Regions from separate parts of the Gasterosteus aculeatus genome. Here region 2 is linked to region 1. A link is a contact called in public Hi-C data. All regions are on one chromosome and are shown on one strand. The core of a region is the stretch at or near the end of the contact, and the rest is flanking DNA. Distances in the headings are between cores, read along the strand shown.

Region 1 (4,974 bases), core at 1,147-3,646:
TCTGCCCTCAGAAGCGTCTCCACATAAAACTCTTTAATTATTCTCCATTTCAAATCCTCATTAAAGTGGATTTACGAGACAGGGGCCCCCGGAGTCCCCGAAGCCGGAGTTTGTCTAGTGAAGCACCTGTTTGTAAGCGGCTCTTTCTAAATAAATCTGCGCCCGACCTCAGCTGATCCCCCCCCCCCCAACACACACATCTCCATGGCGGGGCCCTCAGTCCTCCAGGCGCGGAGCCGCGAGTCGGCCGAGGTTAATGAACAGAAGCTTTTATGTTAATAGAAAGACGGCCGGCGTGATTTAACAAGACAATCCGCACATTTACTTTTTCGCTCAAACGCAGCCGATGCGCGCGATCAGCTGGCGCAACAACGAAGGTCAAAACAAAGAGAAGGAAATTAGATAGAGCAATTAAATCGGCGTCTTCGCTATGATCAATATCTCGATGTGTAATCACGGTGGTCGTGGATACTCAGGGGACCGACTGGCGGAGAAGAATAGCTTCTTTCTGTTTTTGCTTGAATCTTACGTTGGTATTTTGGGGGGTGGACGCGGACACGGATACATGACTCACGTGGCAGAGACACACGCCTGATGGCGGGGTTCTAAAATGTTGCACATTGATGGTGATGTAACATCATTACTTACCTCTTTTTAAAATACTTCCCCCACTTCTTGCGCGTAATGTTGCTGTGTTAAGTGATACAATTATAAAAATAATAATGACAGTGTGTCAGTAAAGAAGCCTGAGGCGCCCTCTAGAGCCAACACACCGACACTGCAGCGCATTGCGTTCAGATTAGAGAGATTTAAGATGAAGACAGATGTGTTTTATCACTTAATATCACAGGGAAACTATTTATGGTAAAACATTAACATTTCTTAAGTCTGAACATTTAAAATATCTGCAGTATTTTTACGAAAATACTAAAAAGCTCTAATTAAAAGAATACAATTTGTTCGATACATGGATGTGGAGATATATTTAGGTGTACTTGCATTTGTCCTATAATACATTAAATGTAATCCAAAATATTTTGATCCCACTTGGAATGGACAAAGATAATATGGATGACAATAAAATATTTAAGAGAAAATGACCCACAGCAGCAAGTCATCAATAAACCCTGCTGTCAACTCATTCATTTATAGCTTCACACGGATTGACTGAGAAGACGTTCTCCCTCGCTGCCAAAAATCTCCCAGCAGGCCACAGGGCGAGACAACAAAGAGCTCCGAGAGTCAGACCGCGTGGCAAAACAGCTTTTTGTCCTTTGCTTCTTCAGCGGCTTTTATGAAGGTTAGGACTTCGGTATCTAGTTAAAGTTATCATTTTGTCTAGAGGCTCACACACACACACACACACACACACACACACACACACCGACCTCTTCCCCCAGGTGCAACCTCTTCACACACACACCTGGTTGCGTTCACACTGCAGCTCTCCTTCATCTACATGCCAGACCCTCACCATCAGCATCACAACGTGGCAGCAGTTGCCATGACAACGCATCATCCCTGAATTCACACAACGTTTTGAGATACGCTGAATGGATTTTCTTCTTTTTCACAAACTCAGTGTTCACCGACCAAACTTTGTTTACACCCCCTCAACTTAATGAAGCTCCAGAGGAAATCACAAAGCTTCTGTAGGTGATGAACCATCAGTTTGTATAAATGTGTCTTAAATGACACAAATGAAAATATTTTAAGATTTAAAAAGATTTAATTTGTATATATGTGGTTCCCTTTAGCGGGAATGAGCCCTGGAGACAGTTAACAAAACATCCTTTGTGGTTATGTAAAACCAAACCGTCAAAATAAAAATGTTTGATTATTATCTCAAACTTTTAAAGCTGCATCTACAAACAGCTTCAGATAATATGTTTAAGGAGGGAGAGTGCATGAGAGAAAAGGGAGCACAGGGAGGAGGAATGGATGGGAGAGGACTACAAAGCAGAAGCACAAGAAGAAACTGAAGAAAAGTGGAAGGAGAAAAGGAGGGAAGAAGAAACAATGGACAGAAAGATAAAGAATTTGGGAGGAAAGAGACGAGGGAAAGGAGGAACAAAAGGAGAGAAAAAAAGGAGGAAGGCTGAAAGTGAAGAAGCAAGAAGAAATAGAAGATCTGAGAACATGAAGTCGGAGCAACATCAGAGTGAGTTCAGGTTATTATGAGAGATTCGAGTTACATCCCACAACACTTACAAACAGTCGACCAATCAGACGTGAGGAAAAACTCAAAATCTCGACATGGACATCACCATGGAGACGGGCTGATGTCGGCGGCGGTTTGGGCTAAAAAATACTGCAGGACCACAACGTGCGTGTGTGTGCGTGTGTGTGAGAGAGATGGGGGATGGAGGCTCCACCTGCTCCCACTGAGCTGCTGCCAGGCTGGAGATCAGCCAACAGCAGCAGGCCTGAAACCAAGCCTCGCCAAGCTCGCACAACCAGAGAGAGAGAGGAGGAGACGGGAAAACGGAGTGATGAAAAGGTAAAAGACTGGTCTGAGCCGGAGCTTTGTGGCTTCTTTTAGATGGTTTTGTGTCCGGAGCACAAAGGGGAATCGCTAGCAGCCTGAGTCCCAAATGTTCTTTTTAAAATACTCATTTTGGTATCCGAACAGAAACTCCTTCTTGTCAACACCCGATTAAAACTTTACTTAAGACTTAAAAACTGCACCGTAGTAATACACATTAGCACTACATGCTATCCTCTTAACTAATTGGCTTTGAGCACAGTGCTTCATGAAGAAACATCTACTTTGACAACTCATAGTCGGTAATACAGCAGAAGTAGAGCTTTTTATGGACGGGGATCACAGATTTGACATCAGCGATCATGTGGGTGGGTTTTAAAGACTTCAGTGCATGACATGATTTCCTGCCTCTCCCGCTTTATTGTAGCGCTTTTTGAGTTTCTGCTCCAAGACAATCAATCAATCAATCAATCGCACGATGAACTTGTCTCGCTCGGAGGACACAAGACTCGTCCAGCACCTTTAACCAAGCTTGTGTGTGTGTGGCATTGTGTGTGTGTTTGTGCGCGTGTGATGGGTTTGTGTGGCTCCAACAGAAGAAGAGGATGAAACAGGAAGGCAGTTGTGTGATGAGAGGGAGGCAGGATGAACAGATGGCCTGGCAGAGTAATGGGGAGAGGCCGGAACCCCCCCCCCCCCTCCCCGAACGCCCCCCTCTGACCGACTTTCATTGATGAGCAAGTGAGCGTGTATGTGCTCGCAGCACGTGTGAGACACATATGCCGTTGCACGAGAGTGATACCACCGCAAATATCTCCAGGATTCGGAGGGAAAGCGAACCCCGACCAGCATCAGAAACACACGCTCCTGCTCCCAAACCAGAGCTGCAAGGCTCCAGGTCTGCTTTGATACAGCATGATTCCGTTTGGGGTCAAATAGAGCAGGGTATGCGTTAGGGTGGGCAGGTGGGACAGGTCACTGCTGCTACCAGAGCCATGCATGCAGCGGCGTTACGTCACTCCTTTACAAATGTGGTAACCTCCATTTGTTGATTTGAACGGACGTATTCCAAGACGGCGTCAGCAAAATCAGCAAACCCGAGGTTCCAAAACGGCATTCCACAAACCAACGTGCGCCGATGACTCCGTCCACCATACATATGGTTTATGGTTGGACTCCTCTATTTACCCTCTGATTTAGTCGCCGTGCTAAGCTAGGCTACCCTAACCAACCCTGTAGCAGATGGCAGTGTTTTGGGGGGTTGGAGGAAGGACAAGCGAGGTGTCCATGGTATTTGCACATAAATGAATAGTAGTACTGTAGGTTTTTTAAAGGATGCGAGCCGTGAACGCAGCGTGGTCTTGATCCTGACCAAAGGGAGGGTGAAGGTAAGAGAGAACCAGCGGAGTCAGCGGTTCATCGGTGAGAGGATGGCACATCTCCTCCTCTCACCTCCGGCCTCCCTCAGAGAGACACTGCTATGTGTGTGTGTGTGTGTGTGTGTGTGTGTGTGGTATCAAAACTCTGTGTGTGTTCAGTTTATGGATCCGGCCGAGGAAGAAAGTTTCACATCATACAAGCTAACCAAAATATCTGTTAAGCGCTGAAGGGAAAGCAGCGAGGGGTCGGAGGTCGACCCTGACGAGAGACTAGCTCCTCACATTTTCTTTCTTATTCTTCTTCTTCGTCCTCTTCTTTTTTTTGTCTCACATTTCTAAACCTGGCTTTCTCTTACACACACACACGTTTATATTAATGCCTTCGCTCTTCCCTCGGCGGCAGATTGCCCACGCACTCCAGGTTTCACCAGGACCCCAACCTGACTGGAGCCCCCCGCCCAAAAAAAAAATTCAAAATACTCTGCCTTCTTGAGAGGAAGAAGCAGGAAGCCTGCGGGCGAAGACGATGGGGAACGTAGGCAAGCTGTCAGCAGGCCCGGCATATGCTGGACCCCCCCCCCTACAAACTCCTCCACCCAAACACCCCCTCCACCTCCTTCTGTCCCGTCTATGGCAGGAAACCAGTGAACCAGTGCACCTGCGGACTGGTAATGGAACTCATGGAGCCCAGTACTGCACTCTATGAAAGCATTTATACTCATAAGCAGTTGCTCACCTTGTTTACTTGTTTATTTTAGCAGATTTTTGCGCCAAAATTATTTTCAACTTACAGAGGACAAAGAAAGCGTTTCCATAAAATTTATATCTTTAAGATCCTGATTCCAAATTGCTATTATTTTATCAAAGTACGGTATTTAGAAAAAAATGTTGTAGTGTAAGACTTCTCGGGGGCAAGGGGGTAAATAGTTATACATGTATTAATATTCGGGTTTGTTATTTCTTTCCTATTTAATCTTTTTGCTTAGTAATGTATTCATGCTTGCAGTCTTAAGCTGTTCCGTAGGCGCTCGTTGATATATTTTATTTACCCCTGACCTCCAGAAACTGCTGTGGCAGAGTAAAATAATGTTAAAATGTTCTCAGTATTAA
Region 2 (4,974 bases), core at 1,295-3,794, 140 kb before region 1:
AATGGCGAATAGCCACAGAAAACAGTGAGGTGGTTTTCAAGAGTGGTCTCAGGTGATGCTGTACAGGTACTTTTCTCTTCTTTTGAAATAAAGAAAAGGTTTTGTAAGAAATAAAACTTCTGTACTAATCTAAAAGATAAAGATAAAGTCTTTCAAGGTAGTTACAATCCATTTAAAATAATGTAGGTAGTTGTTTATGAACAGTTCATTTTAAGATGTATTAATGCATTAATTCATATACAGTAATATTAAGAATATTAAGTGGTTTTATTGCCTATATTCAATTAATGTGCACTCTCTCTTTCTACCGTACCACCACATGTGGATGAATAAAGTTGTATCATCATTAGTTTCTTATTGAACAAGTGATGTTCACTGGGATTGACAGGTCGCTGATACTACCAGCGCCGCCTCCTTCCCAGAGGAATGGGTTTAGTTCTATATACAGTTTCTGGGTACAATAACCCACCACTGTATTTTTTAATAACATCTGCTTTTCATGGACAGTGTAGCGTAACTAACTCTAGTTATCCCATAACTTTGTCCAAAAGTAAAGGAACTCTCAACAAGCTCTCGTCTCTGCTCCGACTGTTTAACCTCAGTAACCGAGAGGGCAACCAGGTCCTGCCCCGAATCCAAACCCCTCTAGAGAACCCTAAACCAACTGGAGCGCTTTGTGTGGTGAGAGCGGACGTACGTCTTGTGAATTCTCCTGCACTGATCCCTGGGCATCTCGCTCTGCTGCACGAGCTGCCGTGCCAAGTTTGAGGCTGCCAGAACAAAGCCCAGCCGTATTTTTAGACCGAACAACATGGCTACAGGTGGCGAGGAGTCAGAACCCAAGTCCTCCACTCCCACAAGATCCTCCGGAAAAAGAAAAGGCCTCTGCTGTCAAAAGAAAGTGGAGTTATCAGGAATGAAGGAGAAAGCGAGAAAGGGAAAAAGAAATTAAAAATGTACTTTTACCACGTAAAAGTTTTACCATGCACTACTCGCATACAAAAAAAAATAAACTCCTCATTGTTGTAGAAGTTTTAAGACCTTTATGATGCAAGCGAGAATAAAACAGGAACCGTTGAGACTTAACTTTAGACTTTACATTTCTATACGAAACATACTGTAGACCTTTGGGGAACGCAGAGGTTTTCCTAATATGAACCACGAACTTACAATACTTTTTCCCGTCTTCTCACTTTCAATGTAAACTTTAAGGCTAAAGGTTGACGAACACTAATGTCTAAATACTCTGGCTTGGTTTTTCATTTAAGTCAGTTCCAAATCTCAATACTCCAGCATGCAATGAGCCAAGTTTCATGATTTGAAAATGGGGCGTCTTCTATGAAGAAAAATCCAGGCCGCAATCATCGATCATTTGAAATAGAACCGTTATTACAAATAGAAATGTTATAATTATGATTAAGTTCAATTGTTTTGAAAAAATATTTCTTAGTTTTTCCCATATATATATTTTGATACTTTGAAGTTCTTATATTTTTTCAGTTATTTTATAATTTCATATTTTCAAATTCAAATCGCCGTTTGTGTTTCTGGGAGTTGTCTGCATCTGTAACATTTTGGGCTCCTAAAAAGGATCCTAATGGTTGTAATCGGCGCCACTCAGTCGCCTCTGGTCGAAGAAAGCCAAAAGGATCAAAACAAGGCTGCAAACTGGCATTCCACACAGCGATGGGCGACAGTTAGCTGATCTCAAACTCTGCAAATCTATGAACTGCACATTTGTAAAACTCAAAAGTCTCTTTTTTCAGTGCGTCTGTGCTCCTGTGGACCTGCACGTGTTGCGTGGGAGAAAACGCAGTTTTAAGGTATGAAATGGTCTTGTTTAAAGGTGTTGGGCTGTAGTGCAAAACTACCCGCCCGAGTCCAGAGAAAGACAGACAGACGGACCAGCTCTTCTCTTATTGCCTGCAACCATCTTTCACTCGACTCTGACAGCCGCAGAGTCAGTAACAGGAAACACTTTGGCAGGAACACCGGCCCCGACGTGCCCTTGGGCGAGAGATATAGTGGAAAGAGAGGGAGAGAAGTTGCTTCTTTTTATTTTGAGAAAAGTGTTGCGTCGGGTTTCAATCTGAGGTGAAATGCCGGAGTCGGAAACTCAACTGTGTATAGAATTTATATTTTATTGTTCTCACCTCACCAACACACTCGGGGGGGGGAGAAAAAGTGAAGATTGGATTAAAAGAAAATTGTGAATGGAAAATGTTTATCTTATTAGTTATTTTTCTTTAGCTAGTGTTTAAATCAAAGGAATACGCATAGTATTACATATGTAAGATATTATATAACATGTGGCAGGGAATTTTCCCATTAATGCGAGGATTAGCAAAAATTGCAGAAAACAGAAGCTTGAGATGAGAAAAGTGAGTTTTAGGCCTTTTTTTGGTCAAGATTAACATTACATTACAATAACATTCCAGATAGCAAATAGAAAATGCAAAATGCCAAAGTAGGGGCTCATAAGTGTAACAGGCAAACATGTGTGCGTCTGTGTTGGTTGCAGCTGGTCTCTGAACACAGGCTGCTTTGTCCAGAACTCAAGCTGAGGCCAAGACCAGCCGGCCATGAAGCCCACACACCCACAATGACATCATTTATGAGGTGGAGAAATCTGTACGTGGTTTTTGATTGGTAGTTTAGTGCGAGGCTGCTGACCTATTGAGACTGAATGAACCGTGCTTCATGAGATTGCATACAGGATACGTACAGAATCCCACTCTACACTCAGTCACCTCAGCGTAGTTCGCTGCAGGGTTTCCTTTTAAAAAGTGCCTTTTTTTTAGACCGAATGCTTATCTACTTGTATGTTATATGTTACAAAGGACTATCACTGTCATCATAAATCCAACATTACCCACTTTGTCTTTGTGATGACTGGACCTCTAGTACAAGTACAACCGATCACATCCCTCTGTAAGCCCAGAGGACGGAGAGAGCCTCTGAAGGTTTACAACAGAAGCGAGTTCTCACAACTAAGCCTGCAATACGTTAAAGGGTAAACAGACTTGCACAGCACCTTTCTAGTACTCCGACCACTCTAAACTAATTTGAATCCTTGCCCAATATGGACTGGAAGAGCTGGGGGATCCCAGCAGAGATTTTGGGGTTGAAACTAGAAGCGCTTTTGAGTCACAGCTCCTTTATACGAGAACAAGGCTGCGTCTTTATTTCTGGGTGTTCTACACTGTGGATGCTGATAGTAACATAATCCTGTTATTTTATCCCCGTATTCATACTAGAAATATGACCTGTGTATTTAAGCCATCCTCAGCTTGAGGAGCAGTGGGCTTGACTGACACAACACAGGGAGACTATTCACTAAATCATATAAAACAGATATATATGGAAACATTTAACAAAGAGTCTGCAAATGTCTTATGGATTGTAAGCATACAATACACTAAGGGAATGGACAAATATTCACATATTTTAAATGTAATTATTATCACTGGGTGCTGGGGCATAATTTAATTATCTGATATAACGACGCCTGCCTGCTTTTGTCCAAGGCTGAGGTCAGAGTTCACATTTTAAAAACTGCTAGTTCTGCTTCCACAAGTCCACGGCCGGAACTTACAGGGGACCGTCTCCTCGAGATGAAGCTAAAGGATGTCCTGTTTGTCAAATACATCTCCTCCCCCCAAAGTGCTGCATCAGCTGGGGCCGACTCAGGGGGAGGGGGAGGTCTCGAAGGTGAAGCCGTGCCTAAAGTGCTGAAACGGTGGGGGGGGGCAAACCGACCGGCCTCACAAAGCTGCCCTGCAGACAGAGGCTGTGCTGAACATGATGCCTGTCAGTAAGCATAAAAATCAAAAAGGAACAGAAGTCGATTTAACTTGCTTCAGGTCGATCACCTGGAGGCGACATCACACGTATGTCGGACAAACTGTATCAGTGAGATCCAATACTTTGGTACAGATGGAAAATCTCTACACTACAGGTTGCTAGAGTCTTAAAATGTACCCTGATTTATGGTCTAGTTGCCCTCTGATGGCCATGAAAGAGAATGCTAGGTGAAAGGCACTTTACTTTTCACCGGTTCTCAGAAGTCACCTCCTGAAATAAGCAGACGTCTGGCCCATTTGGGATGAATCCTTGCTGTTTTAGATACATCTTGTTTTCAAATTTAGTAGGAATATAGGACCAAATCGTTAACTGCAATGTGCAGTATATTGTTTGGTTTGACAGGTCAATTCTAAATGTAAAGAAAAGGGAAAAGGAGACGGGCAGAATGAGCGGATGTTGTAGCAGCGGTTGGAGGACAGTTGTGTGCTTACCTGGTAATCAAGGATGCTGAAGCCAAGCCCTTTGTCTCTCTCCTTCTGCAGCTCAAGGATCTGAACGTCTGGAGACCACTGGGTCAGCTCTTCATCATCTTCATCTTCAGCCTGCTCCTCCTTGTTCTCGTCCTCCTCATGGTTGTACTGATCCTTCATCAGCACCATCTCTACAGGGGATGCACGCTCCTCCTGACACACAACAGTGACAACAGACAAGCAAGAATAAAAAAGTTGGTTATCTTAAGACCAAATCATCATCAGTATTATTAGAATAATGATAATATAGAAATTATCCTAGTGGAATGCTCTTCAAGCATGCATGTACGCACGCACACACAATAAGGCTATGTCCCTGTACAACAATGAGATATTGTGCAGCAATATAGCTAAATAAACTTATACTGAATACAAAACATTCCAATACACAAACAATATATTTTGTGAACTATAATTCTAAAGAAGGTCACAAAATCAAATTCTCAAATTAGAGTATTTCTTTCAGCTATGATGCTGTCACGTGCACAACATCGGGCCACAAATCAAACTCTAAATAAAAAACATTGACAAACAAAAAAAAGTTCTGGCATTTTCACTTTCAGGACTTTTCAGTATCTACTTTCAGAATGTGTCTCACGTGTGCGTCTCACTACCTGCTGCGGCTCCATCACGCTCCCTC

What was found. Hi-C and Micro-C count contacts between places; a contact is called where the count stands out from the background.
Region 2: a Hi-C map of skeletal muscle shows a contact between it and region 1, with 9 times the contacts expected there. The contact joins two enhancer-like sites. A contact is called at or near these places in 4 of 6 Hi-C or Micro-C datasets (skeletal muscle, tail fin and whole body).

What each region holds. Positions count from the first base shown.
Region 1 is chr8:2,875,248-2,880,221 of fGasAcu3.hap1.1, reverse strand. The region is part of intron 1 of nfia (nuclear factor I/A); the gene reads right to left. Among protein-coding and RNA genes, the nearest start is that of nfia, 27 kb to the right of the region's middle. Within about 2 kb of position 2,396, at least 2 of the 9 cell types and tissues checked have open chromatin away from gene starts, as enhancers often do.
Region 2 is chr8:3,018,786-3,023,759 of fGasAcu3.hap1.1, reverse strand. patj (PATJ crumbs cell polarity complex component) reads right to left here. Exons shown (of 44, transcript XM_078108008.1): 16 at 4,949-4,974; 17 at 4,296-4,487. Among protein-coding and RNA genes, the nearest start is that of patj, 20 kb to the right of the region's middle. Within about 2 kb of position 2,544, at least 1 of the 9 cell types and tissues checked has open chromatin away from gene starts, as enhancers often do.